Linked DNA regions of Sus scrofa: regions 1 and 2 are each linked to region 3. A link is a contact called in public HiChIP or PLAC-seq data. All regions are on one chromosome and are shown on one strand. The core of a region is the stretch at or near the end of the contact, and the rest is flanking DNA. Distances in the headings are between cores, read along the strand shown.

What was found. HiChIP or PLAC-seq counts read pairs in DNA pulled down with a chosen protein or histone mark.
Region 1: an H3K27ac HiChIP or PLAC-seq map of skeletal muscle shows a contact between it and region 3, with 2.7 times the contacts expected there. The contact joins the promoter of PPM1A here to the promoter of DAAM1 in region 3. A contact is called at or near these places in 1 of 47 Hi-C or Micro-C datasets (subcutaneous adipose tissue) and 1 of 2 datasets of contacts at active chromatin or transcription factors (skeletal muscle).
Region 2: an H3K27ac HiChIP or PLAC-seq map of alveolar macrophages shows a contact between it and region 3. The contact joins the promoter of ARID4A here to the promoter of DAAM1 in region 3. A contact is called at or near these places in 2 of 2 datasets of contacts at active chromatin or transcription factors (alveolar macrophages and skeletal muscle).

Annotation. Positions count from the first base shown.
Region 1 is chr1:189,247,068-189,250,707 of Sscrofa11.1, forward strand. It overlaps PPM1A (protein phosphatase 1A), which reads left to right and starts at 1,907. Exons shown (of 6, transcript XM_021062341.1): 1 at 1,907-2,343. LOC110259569 (basic proline-rich protein-like) reads right to left here. Exons shown (of 5, transcript XM_021085056.1): 2 at 2,421-2,837; 3 at 1,735-2,386; 4 at 1,270-1,404; 5 at 1-13.
Region 2 is chr1:187,383,683-187,387,556 of Sscrofa11.1, forward strand. ARID4A (AT-rich interaction domain 4A) reads left to right here and starts at 1,672. Exons shown (of 24, transcript NM_001244179.1): 1 at 1,672-1,852; 2 at 2,939-2,995. The coding sequence starts at 2,990. It overlaps LOC102165044 (a long non-coding RNA gene), which reads right to left and starts at 1,334. Exons shown (of 4, transcript XR_301235.3): 1 at 1,106-1,334; 2 at 36-90.
Region 3 is chr1:188,333,038-188,337,129 of Sscrofa11.1, forward strand. It overlaps DAAM1 (disheveled-associated activator of morphogenesis 1), which reads left to right and starts at 2,298. Exons shown (of 25, transcript XM_021102694.1): 1 at 2,298-2,446.

The DNA.
Region 1 (3,640 bases), core at 657-3,156, 910 kb after region 3:
TTAGATCCCATGTCTAAAAGTGAAAGGAACAGAACCGTCACAAAAAAGTCATGTTGGAAAAATGAGATAGCATTTACAGTTTTAAAAGCAGTTAAATGCTTGCTGAATGACAGAGACAGAATAAATAGGTTGCTTTAGATCTAAGAGTTGGAGCAACAAAGTGGTTTTAGGAGATACAAAGTAGCAGGGTACAAGCTCTTAGGATAAAATGGAGAGGCCTTATCACAAATCTACTTTTTTATCAGCTGGAACACGTTATGACTAACATCTTCAGGTGTTCTTTTTTCTTTTTTGGCTGCTCTGCAGCACATGGAGTTCCCTGGAGAGGGAATCAGATCCCAGTGGCAGTTGTGACCTACACGGCATCTGTGGCAACACCTGATCCCTAACCCACTAGGCCTGGCCAGGGATGGAACCTGCATCCCAGCACTCCAGAGATGCCCCAGTCTCATTGTGCCACAGTGGGAACTCCTGGTTGCTCTTTTTAAAGTACCTGCCTCCTATAATGAAGTATTTTGTTTTTCTTTATGTATATGTAGCACAGCATCTTTCTTCTTCTTCTTTTTTTTTTTTTTTTTTTTTTGGCAGTGCCCACAGGCATGTAGGAGTTCCTGGGCCAAGGATTAAAACCGTGCCACAGCAGTGACAACACCCGATCCTTAACCCCTAGGCCACCAGGGAACTCCCAAGAGCATCTTTTTTAAACACTGATTTTTCTTTTAAACTTCTGTGCCTGGAAATGTGGTATAAGTCAAATCCCTGAGCAGGTTAAACCTCTGACAAGAGAGGGAAAGCATCCCAGCCAATGGGAAACCCTGCTGGTGATGTACTGCTCTCCAGTTCTGATTCATTGGCCGCCTAGGGTTTGTCATTGTATCCCTGGCGTCTGCAAACGGCGTGGGTCGGGTTGTCTGCAGTCTAGCTAGCTAAACTGGATTCTGGCCACCTGCACGTGCAACTGGGTTTAACAGATCTCTAAATTTTCATAGCAGCAGCTGCCACATTTTTGATAATCCTCCAGATTTTGAAAAATCCTTCGTTCCTTTAACCTCACTGGAGGTGGTTGGATGTCCCCTGTGACAGAATCACGTGACTGTCTAATAAGTGCAAATAAATACAATGTGGAACCCCACGAGCTACAGACGAAAAACCACCAGAAACTCAGAGCATGTGCCTTGTGCGTGTATCAGGGGCACTCGCGTGTGGGTGGGTGGTAGTAGGGTGAGAGTGTTGCTGCCCTTTGGGACCCGAGATGTGTGGCTAGAGCACCTGCGTAGGTCTCCCGAGGTCGCTGGGGCAAGGATGGCTCCGGAAGTGTGGAGGCTTGAGGGAGAGGGATCTGGCGGTGGCCTGACAACAAGCATGCCTTAGAGCCGCAGCAGCTAGGCCGCGATCAGGCCGCAACTGTAAGGGAGAGAAGTCGACAGCACAAGGTCGGTCCTCGGCCTCTGTAGACTGCGTCTTCCCCGGGAATGGGGTATCTATCTGCAGACAGACGGTAGCCCAGCGAAAGGAGGCGCGGACGCCCTAGGGGGGATGCCGAGTCCGGGCTCGGAGAGTATCCCCATTCCTGAGGCTCATACAGTCACACCTCTGTCCAGTCCCCAGGGCCAGGGCAGGAAGCCCCATGTCCCGGTTCCGTTCCGGGATTCGGACGCTCGTTTGTGGCTCTGCCTAGGGGCCGGGCGGCGAGGCCACTGCTACGAGAGAAGCTGGGTAGGGCAGTGACATCACCTGCACCCCTCCCCCGTTAGCCAGCGCGCGCTGCAGTTCCTGCCCAACGACATCCGGGTCTCTCCAGCTGCTCCGCCGCGCCGCAGCTGTAGGGGCCTCTGAGCCCACGGGGCGGAGCGTGGCAGGCGGAGGCGTGGGGGAGGGGTAGTACGGCACCGTCGTGAGCGCGCCTGCGCGGGGACGCGCTGGAGGCGGCGGCGGCGGCGGCGGCGCTAGGGGCGGGAGCGCGCGCGGGAGCGAGGGAGCTGTGGTCTCCGCACTGGCCCGGCCCGCAGCTTCGGGTGCTCCGGCAGCGGCAGCTCGGCAGCCGGTGGTTGGGGAGGGGGGTGGGGGGGCGCTAAGGCAGGTGGGGTGCGTAAGCGATGAATCTTCGGCTCTTCCTCCTCCTCCTCCGGGACCCGCTCTCCGCCTCCCGCTCCAACGCCCGGATGATCTGAGCCGCGAGGGCGCCGAGAGCCGGGGGCCCGGACGCAGCCCGGCTCCTCCCCTCCTCCGCCCCCTCCCCGGCCTGACCTGGCCGGCCGCCGCCGCGGTGACCCCCTTCCCGCCCCCTCCCCGGCCGCCGCAGCCTCGGCCGACCAGGGACCTGCCTGCCCGCGGCTGCTCCGGGTAAGCGCGACGCTGGGGCCGAGGGCGGGCGGGCGGCGCGGGCCTGCGCGGCAGCGGCCAGGCCTAAAGCCTGGGGCCTGTAAACAAGCCGGGCGTCTGCCCGGGCGCTCCCGGGAGGAGACGCGACAACTCCACCCCCTGGCCCGGCCTCCTCCCCCGAGCCGGGCGGCGGACTACGAGGGGTTAACGTTCTGCGAGGGCGGTGGCGGGCAGGCGGGGGCGGGGTGTTTGTGGCGGCTGCGCGGGGAGGGGGCGCGACCCTCCGGGTGCAGATGCCGGGCGGGGTGTTTGCGGCCGCTCGGCCGGGTAGGGCCGTCGGCGGGCCAGGCCTGCCCCGACCGGAGATGAACCCGCGGAACTTTCCCTGAGCGGGGAGGGGGCGTACGGCGCCCCCAACCGCCCGGCCACCCCGGGCTCCAGCCCCTGGAGGGAGGCCGCGAGAAAGAAGAGGAGAAGCTTCCTTTGGACCGGACTTGGCCTTGAAACACCAAATTCTGGAGAGTTTTTGCTTCAGGTTTTATAGAGGGTAGAGCTTAGAGTGAGGCTTTTTTAGAACTCAAGTCAGTGATACCTCCAATTCATTCATTCCTAAAGCATTGAACAAATTCATTGAAGTAAATGGTACTGATTTCTTTTCGTCTTTTAAACCGTGTTAATTGTGTGAGTAAAAGTTCTTGATGCTAGAGTTTGGTCGAGGTATGATACTTTTCTGCTTGTAGATTTTTAATATTTTCTTGAAAGACTGCTGGCTCTGGAGGGCCTCTACCAACAGCGGTTTTAGATATGTTTTGAAAATTTCATCGCTTGAGGTATTTCTTTTTTTTTCCTCAAGCACCGCATGGTACTTAAAAATTTACAAAGGTCGTACTTAAGTTGTCCAAGCCAAGAAAGCTATTCGCCCTGTCCACCCCAACCCTAAATTTCCTGCTGATTGGTGTAATGAGCCGAATGCATTTTAAGTGAAGTGATTGGAAGAGTATGGGCAATGTAAAAAAATCTATGTTATTATTTTCTCAAAGTAAATGATTTTGACATTATTGAAGAAAATTAGAAATTTAAAAATATTTTGAGGAAAAAGGCTTAATCATTTCAAACTTGCACGTTGTGATTTTAAACACAACTGCTTTTTAGGTGCAAAGAGCTCTGAAGAGTCAGAGGGTTGATTTAACAGTGCTCTGCTGAACCTTTAGGGGTCCCAGAGCTCTCCGGAATCCAGCAGGGCTTGCTCTCCAACTGCTATTTAACTCGAACAACTTCACTTTTATATATTTATCTTTTTACATATTGGGCCTTTTCC
Region 2 (3,874 bases), core at 422-2,921, 950 kb before region 3:
CTGGTCCACAGAAAAACTTTTTCAGGCAGGCTCACCTCAGTAATACTTTCGGGTATTTGTCACTGAACTGTCCTGTTTTCTTCTGACCAACTGCCAAAAAAAAAATCTCAATAAATTATTAAATCATTCAATCATTTTCTAGTCTGGAGCCCCATGAATAAGAGGGTTCAAATCAAGAATATTATGAAGATAATTTTATGCAGTTATTTAGATCAGTGTGACAAGGTCATTCGATAGAAAAACTAACATGCATTTATTTTAACTAAGAAATTACTTTTCTAGTAATTCTAAGAAAAGGCACTATTGTGAATGAAAAATTGACTCAATTAAGATATTCTCCTAACGAGTAAATGTAGTCAATGTGGACTACCATTGATTTTTACATATTTAATTATTTCATTCTTTAACTCAACTTGCTAATTAATACTTTATTTCCACAATTTCAAATGTAATTTTGTTCTATTGAAAACAACACAAGATCACAACAAGCTCAACGGCTGCCTTGAACAAAGTCCTACCGGGGAGGACCTTTCCTCTAAGGAGTGATGATAAGGGTTAGGTCAGGAGTTTTCAGTCCCTGTATTTCCTCCCCCAAAGTAGTATAAGGCTCCAGAAGGGTGGCACAGCTGCACGTCTAAAGTAGCAGGGCTGCTGCCAAGAGAATTCCTCAGCGCCCCAAACCCAGTTTCCTTATTGCCTCATCGCGGGAGGAGCACGCGGAAACACCTCTCCCCAGGTAGGGAGGGTCTAAGAACCTTACCTTCCCCGTCTTCCTGAAAAAGGAGCCTATAACTGGTGACACTCGATCACAGAGTATGACAAGCTGCCGAAACCCACTTCCAAAGAAGGGAAGTACTGCTCCCAGAGAAGAGGAGCCCAAAGGATCGGCCAGGAAAAAAAGACCAGCTCGTCTCCTCCGCCTCTTTCTCTTTGGCAGCGGGAGAGGAAGCCTCGCCCCCTCTCAACCCGCCTCCCGGCTCCCCTCCCCGCCGCAGGGAGAACATACCCGGCCATGGCTGCCGCGCGGCCCCCTCACTTCCGGTGCCGGTGCCTCCAATGCTGCGCCATCCCCCAGCCCACCGGACAACCACAGCTTCGAACTGACCTTTCCGGCAGATCGCGACTCTTCCAACGTTCACTAGGTTTTGTCCTGGAGAGAACGGTGGATGGGTGCCGCAGAAAAACGAATCTACAGACTAAAGAATCCGCTCTCGTCTGGCCAGAAACATAAAAAGCGATAGAGCTGCAGCCACCGCTGCCCAGACAAAATGGCGCCGACAAGCTGGTTCGGCGCAGGCGTCTTGGAAAGACCTGCCCCGCCCCCGTGCAAGTCCTGGGCGCAGCGCCGGGTTCGGTTTCCATGGGACACCCCACCGCCAATCCTCGTGCCGAACTGCTCTTCCTGACCCCCCCAATTGACCAATCAGTGCTCAGTCAAGCACATCCGGAGTCCTCTTTACCAATCATTTCTCAGGATTTACTAACTCAATACCTGATTCTCCAGTAACGTTAGTCTTCGGAGACAGCCAATCATAAGTGGAAGATGTCCTACCTGCTATTTTTCGCACCAATCCGGGAAGTTTCAGAGCTACATCCAATGAGGACGGCAGGTAGCGAGCTCCAATCCGAAACTCTTCGGCGTCATGAGCAGCCAATAGGAGTTCGTGTAGAAGCGAGACTGCTCAACAGCTTGTTATTTGGTGGATTGTGGCAGTAAATCGGGCGAGTAGGGAACCGGGCGCAGGAACTGCCGCGGCGGCCGAGAGTGGTGCTGCCCGGACGGGGGCCCACGGGGGTCAGTGGGGCGGAGGACTCGGGAGCTGACAGCGCCCACTTCACCCTCAGTTGGTAGGTGGGGAGAAGGGAAGCGGGCGATACTGAATGGACGAAGCGGTACTAGCAGCTGGTGCTGCTGCCCGGGGTCCCGGTACAGTTGGAAGCTTTGGAGGTGGGGAGGGGGATGCTTGGCAAGCGGGGCGACAAGCGCAGGAGAAGGGGCAGTTCGTGGAGCAGCGGCAGCAACTGCAGGAACAGCCGCTGCAGCTGCCTCCCCGGCCGCTTCCCCGGGTTCCCCGGGAAAATGGCTGTGGGGCTGGCCGCGCCGCTAAGTTTGCTTCCGCGCGGCGAGAAGCTGGCTGCTTGGGGGAGCCGGCCTCTAACTCCGCGGCGCGTCCTCCCCCCTGGAGTCCGTGGCAGGACCCGAGGGGCTGGGGGCTGGTACCGCTCTGGGCTGTACAAAAAGTTGAGGCGGGCGCGGGGAGGAGGCGGCGGCTGCTGCCGTTCGGCTCCCCTCCCCTCCCACACCCTGTCCGGGCCACCTCCCCTCCTCCTCTCCGCCCCCCCAGCCCCCTCCCCCTCGCGGGTCTTCCCTTCCTCGCGCGCCTCCAAGCTGAAGGCCGCGGCCCCTGCCCCTTGGGGTGAAGAAGCGCTTCTCCTTCCTGACATGGTGCAGAGCGGAGGAAGGAGAGCAATGGCGCCGTGACACTCCGCTGCCGCCACCGCGGGCCCGGGGCGGGCCGAGGGGGCCGAGCTGCGGAGGCGGGGCGCGGGCCGAAGTCGGGGTATCCGGGGGCGGCCGGGAGGAGGCTCGGCGACCGCGCCTGCAGGGGACCTGGGGAAGCCCCAACGGCGCCCTGCCCTTCTCCGGAGCGTGCCGTCCTGGGGCTCTGAGTTGAGCATTCCGGGTCAAAGTGGCGAGCGAGGCGGGGGCGCGGTGGGCCGCTGGCGAACTCTGAGGCGGAACCGCTGCCCTTTGGCGCCCGTGGGGTTCTCGCCGCCCCTCCGGCTCCTGCGTCCTGGCTGCCCTCGGAGGGGCTCTTTCGCCCTCCCTGGTGAGGGTTCTGCCCCTCCCCGCAGGCGTTTGTTTACTTTCTTTCCCCGAGTCGCTCCCCTCTGTTGACTGATTCTGTGCTCGTCTTTCCCCTCCCCTTGGTTCCAGCGGTAGAGAAGATAGCTCGTTGAGCTGGAACCCCACAGATCACCAGTAAAAATGAAGGTAAGTGGAGTCGACGCTGCTCGGAACCTCGTGCCCTGGACACTGCCTGTCGTGAGGCTAGAGCTGTGGAATGTCATTTTTCTTTTCTTTATTTTTTTCTACTCAAAATTGATTACTAAGCTGCGCTTTCTGAAAATGAAGACATGTTGAATTGGGTGAGAAATGATCATTGTGTCTAAATGCGGTCAGTTCGTCCCCTCTCCGAAGCAGTTAGCACTTTGGAAAGGCTGGTGCAGCCTTTCCATTGTTGTCCATTGGGCTAGTATTTTTAAACACTTCCTGTGTTGGCAGCAACCTTTGCAGAAGTAAAGCTTCTGTCCTGCTTTGGTTGTTTGGGGGATTTTTTGAAATTTGTTTTTTTCTTCTCCAGTGCCAATGCGATTTTCTAAGGATGGAACATGTGGATTGTGTCAGGGAGATAGCATTTCTTCTGGGGATAAGGTGAAATTCCGTGGCTAAAATATTTGAAAATGAACTAATACTAAGTATTATTATATATTATAATTATTATAATTACTAATACTTAATTTTAGTTCAGTCTTTATAGTATTTAAACATATTCAAACTAAAATAAAAGTCTTCAGAAGACAATTAATATTGGAAATAATATTGCAAACATCATATGTGATGTTTAAAGGTAAAGAAGTTATAGCATCCTGCAATTCTGTGGCCTTGAATGTTTCGGTCATCTACTTATTTGCCAAAAGTATTTCTCTTTAATTTGCCCTAGTTGTAAATGCACTAACTTTAAAAGATACTTTATTCCTTACTCATTAACTTTCAGTGTATTAAGCTCTGAAACAGTATTTTCCCAAACTTTTTCTTGTGTTCTTTTCTCCTTGAAGGAGATGTATCTCTTTGACACATGTATCTTCTTTA
Region 3 (4,092 bases), core at 1,048-3,547:
CTTCAGTCTCCATAGATGTTGTTAAGCTTCCTCTAGTCCCAGGACCACAGACTGCATTTCTGGTGCTGAAGAGCCATCTTTGTTTCTCCTGGTTACCAATGAAAATAGTGTGCAGGGATAAGCTCAAATCCATCGCACATAGCAAAATGCTTCCAAACGATGCCTATCTTTCAATATTTATTATCTATATTTATATCTATTTAGTAGGAAGAACAGCTTCACATGTGTACATCTGCTCATTTCTGTGCTTGTTATCTATTGTGTATGATGTCCTTTATATATGGACATGTAACATGGCACATCCCTATAATATTAATTGCTACAGAGAATGGAATTTTTTCTTTAGGCAGACTTCATCCTCTCCTTCATTACTGAAGACTCAAGAGAACTTGCTCTAAGGTGATTTATTCTATAAACTTACTCCTCAGAGTGTACCACAATAATATAATATACTTTTATCTGTAAGTCTAAATCCTGACTTATAAAGAATCTCCACATCCAATTGGACTCAATACATTTCAGGCGCACTGATTGTATTTCCCTCTAAAAGCTCTACAAAGTTACAGAACTGGAAGAGCTTTTAGATTCACCCCAGGTCAAGTTTCTTTCTGAATCTTTTCCCACAATGAACTGCAATGCATTAAGTCTACCCATTAGCTAGAATATCACTGATTGTACTCTTGATCTGTTGGCCAATGGAACATTTGTATTGTCTAGGTTCCACTTAAGACAATATTTGAAATGGATGGAATAGCTCAGAACAGGAGAGCAACATTCAAAGTTATCTTCCCTCAGTGGAGAAAAATGTGTCTGGGCTATAAGGAATTGGCTTGTTAAAAGAAAAAGCAGAATTCAGTAGTAAAATCCCTCTCAGCAAACAAAGCCTTTCCTTCTTTCCTGAGATCTTCAACTAGATCCATGAATATTTTTCTCTTGAACCCCAGTTATTGTTGCAGGATGATATGAGAAATAAGAAGACTTTCACCAACAATTAGGTGGAGAGTTGTTTGAAATCTTAATTGTGAACTTTCTTTTCATGAGAGGTAGTCTCTAGAGATTTTGCTTGTAGAAATAAGGGTGTGAGCTGATCCTTATATGTGATTACGACATCGAATGCCATTATAATTTACCTTTACAACTGGAATAACTAGACGTAAAGATTTTTTTTTTCATTTAGAAACACATCAAGAGATTTACCAGTGTTAATTTTTTATAATGTTTGATATTCATTGAATAATGAAAAGTTCCAAGGCAAATTTTTACATATTAAAAATAAAATTTTATTGAAGGTTCAGAATTCTGCTGCACATCTTATCTTTAAATAAACACTTAGGTGTATTAGTATCACAGCAGTTCTTGAACAGCATGATGTTGTTTCGCTTAGGTCATTAAAAAATTTGAAGAGAAAGGTATGCAAGTTGAGAGTGTTGTGTATTTAAAAGTACATGTATACGTATATTTATTTATTAAAACTTTAGGCAAGGATGTTGTCTTCCTGGGAGCCATGAGCGAGCGGGAAGTCTGCTGCAGGGAAGAACAAAAGCATGGCTGCGCGATAGTATTATCTCTGCAGCAGCAGCAGGCTCCCAGACGGAGGGTTGAGGCGACTATCTAGTCTGTTGCACAGCATTTTGATTAGCGACACCCTAGGTTATTCTGTCGGCTCAGGCGACTAAGCTGTTCCCAGAGATCTGGTTGGTCACCCTGACTCCGTTAAATGGGAGAAGGAAAGAGAAGACCGAGAGGTGATTTGTACCAAGTGGGGCACAGGGGCATTTCTGTCCTTCAGGGTCCGCGTCCGCCTTCCTCTGGGTCGTGGGGTAATTCCTCGACTGCGTTTAACCCAATTAATTAGTTGCTACGCCTAGGGGAGGCAGTGAAGGGCTTAATCTTCTCTTTTCGGCCGGGGCCAACGGAACCAGGTTGCTCAGAGCTGCGGGGCTAGTGCGCACTAGTCCCGGACCCCTCTGGTTCCTCGGAGCCCGCATGGGGCCGAGTGGAGGTCAAGTCAAAGAGCACGACCTAAGGATACCACTTCCCCTCCCACCCGCAACCCCTGCTCCCAACCCGCTGCGTCCTCAGCTCAGCTTCTGAACTACCCGGACTAACACTGCAAGGCTGGAGGGCGGGTCGGGGGGGGGCGGGTCGAGGCGGGGGCGGGGTTAGGGGCGTGGACGAAGAGGCCGGGAGTGTGTCGGGAAGTGTAGTTCCAAGAACCCTGGTATCGCACTTACCCGGGCTCTGCCTGTGGAACACGAACTACAACTCCCAGAAGCGACCCGGGAGTCCATGCGCAGTGGGCGCCACATTGTATCCTATCAGGCGAGGAGAGGGTGATGTCACCTGCGAGTTGGTAACCTACGAGCGGCTGTGAAGGAAACTGTTTAAGGGAGCCCATTGTACCCGAAGCTCAGAACCGCCTTTTCAGAATGCTGGGGCTGCTCAGGTAAGGGGGACGTGCCGCGTCGCTCGCTGCACTCATTCATTAAGTGGCACCGCGCGGTGGCGTGGGGTTGGGCTCGCTGTTTCGGGCCCGGCGCTGGGTTCGCGGCGCGCCCTCCCGTTGCCTCCCCGGAGCTCCCGGGCCAGTAGGTAAATATTAAACCCGTCCTTCAGGTTGGGTCTGGGTGGGAACAGGACCTAGACAGCTTCCAGCTGCCAAGCTCGGTTTGGGAAAATGGCTGCAAGCGCGGCACAAAGCAAAGCGAGACTGGAGAAAGGCGCCCCCGAGGACGCGGGTGCCTCCCTTCTTTCTTTCTGAGGCGCTCAGATGCCAAGAGAGCCGGCGGGGTACCACTCGCCGCCTTGCTGCTGACACCCTGGGGCTGGGGCGCTGGGGGTCGTGGCCCCAGCTGGGTGCTGTGGACATTGCTGCTGTCGGGAGCTGCTGCCCGGTGAGGCTCCGGGAGGGGAGAATCCCAAGGCAGGCTAGGTGGACTCAGAGGTGGCGACAGAGGAGGAGAGACTCATTTACTCATCCCAGCAGAACCCCTACCATCCCGGGCACCCTAATCTCAAGACTCATTCGAAAGGGATGAAGTGACTGTAATTTAGGTAAAGTTGGGAGCTAAATATCTCAAACGAGAGACTAGAGGGAAACCGCGTTGCGGAAAGAGCGAGGGGTGTTGTCGGACAGCGGCGAGGGGAGGCTGCGCAGCCTGCTGACTGGTTTCCAAGCGCCGCAGAGCACTCCCGCCTCGCATCCCTCTGGGTAGGGGGCATCTTGATGCCCGTTGCACTGATGGTTCCCTCGACAAATAACACCTGAGCTGGTACGAAGCGTCTGCCTGGAGCGCTGGGCTAGGAGGTGGAAAAGCGGTGCGGAGTGTGGAATAATCTAACGATAAGACTCGCAGTGGGGCAAGAGCGGTGGATAATCGGTTTTCCCAGCTGGTGGTGAAAATCCAAATGCTTGTGATCCTCTTGCTCTCCGACCGGGCACCTGAGCGAGGCCGGTGAAGTCCTCTGGATTTCCCTTTCCCAGCCCCCTTATTCTTTCCCTTACTCACTCATTCATCAAATCTTTGCTAAAGGCTCTGTTCTCAAGTTGCTCACAGCCTGTGGTTGGAGTGTTCTGTCTCTTGCTGCCATGAAATATTTCACTGGGCCCAGAAATAGAATACACTCCAATCCTGGTTCCCCATCTCCCACCCCCCCATCTCCACCTACGCAGGAAAGCGTCAAGAAAGAACGCCACGCGTGGCCGTTTTGCCCTCGTTGAACTGGTAGTTTCTTGAGGCTCGAGAAGGACCTAGTGAATTGAAGCGGAGTTTGCCTGCAAGACAAATCCCGTTGCCATGGCGACTCCTGCCGTCGGAATCTTAACTGCTCCCACTGCTGTTTCAATTCGATGTGGCTCTGCGGGCAGCTGGGAGGGCGTGGCCAGTGGGTGTGGTCAGATGCTCTTCCTGGGCCCAGCTGCTCTCTCCTAGTCACCGGTTTCTCAGCCCAGGGCTCTGAACATTCTCTTGTAAATAGCTTGGACAGAGTTTTTAGACCCCTTTCCCTCTCGCCTACATGTACTTGGTCTCTCCAACCCCCCTCCCCAGAAAAAAACTATTAAGAGCCCTTTTCCTAAGGCAAACTCAGAAA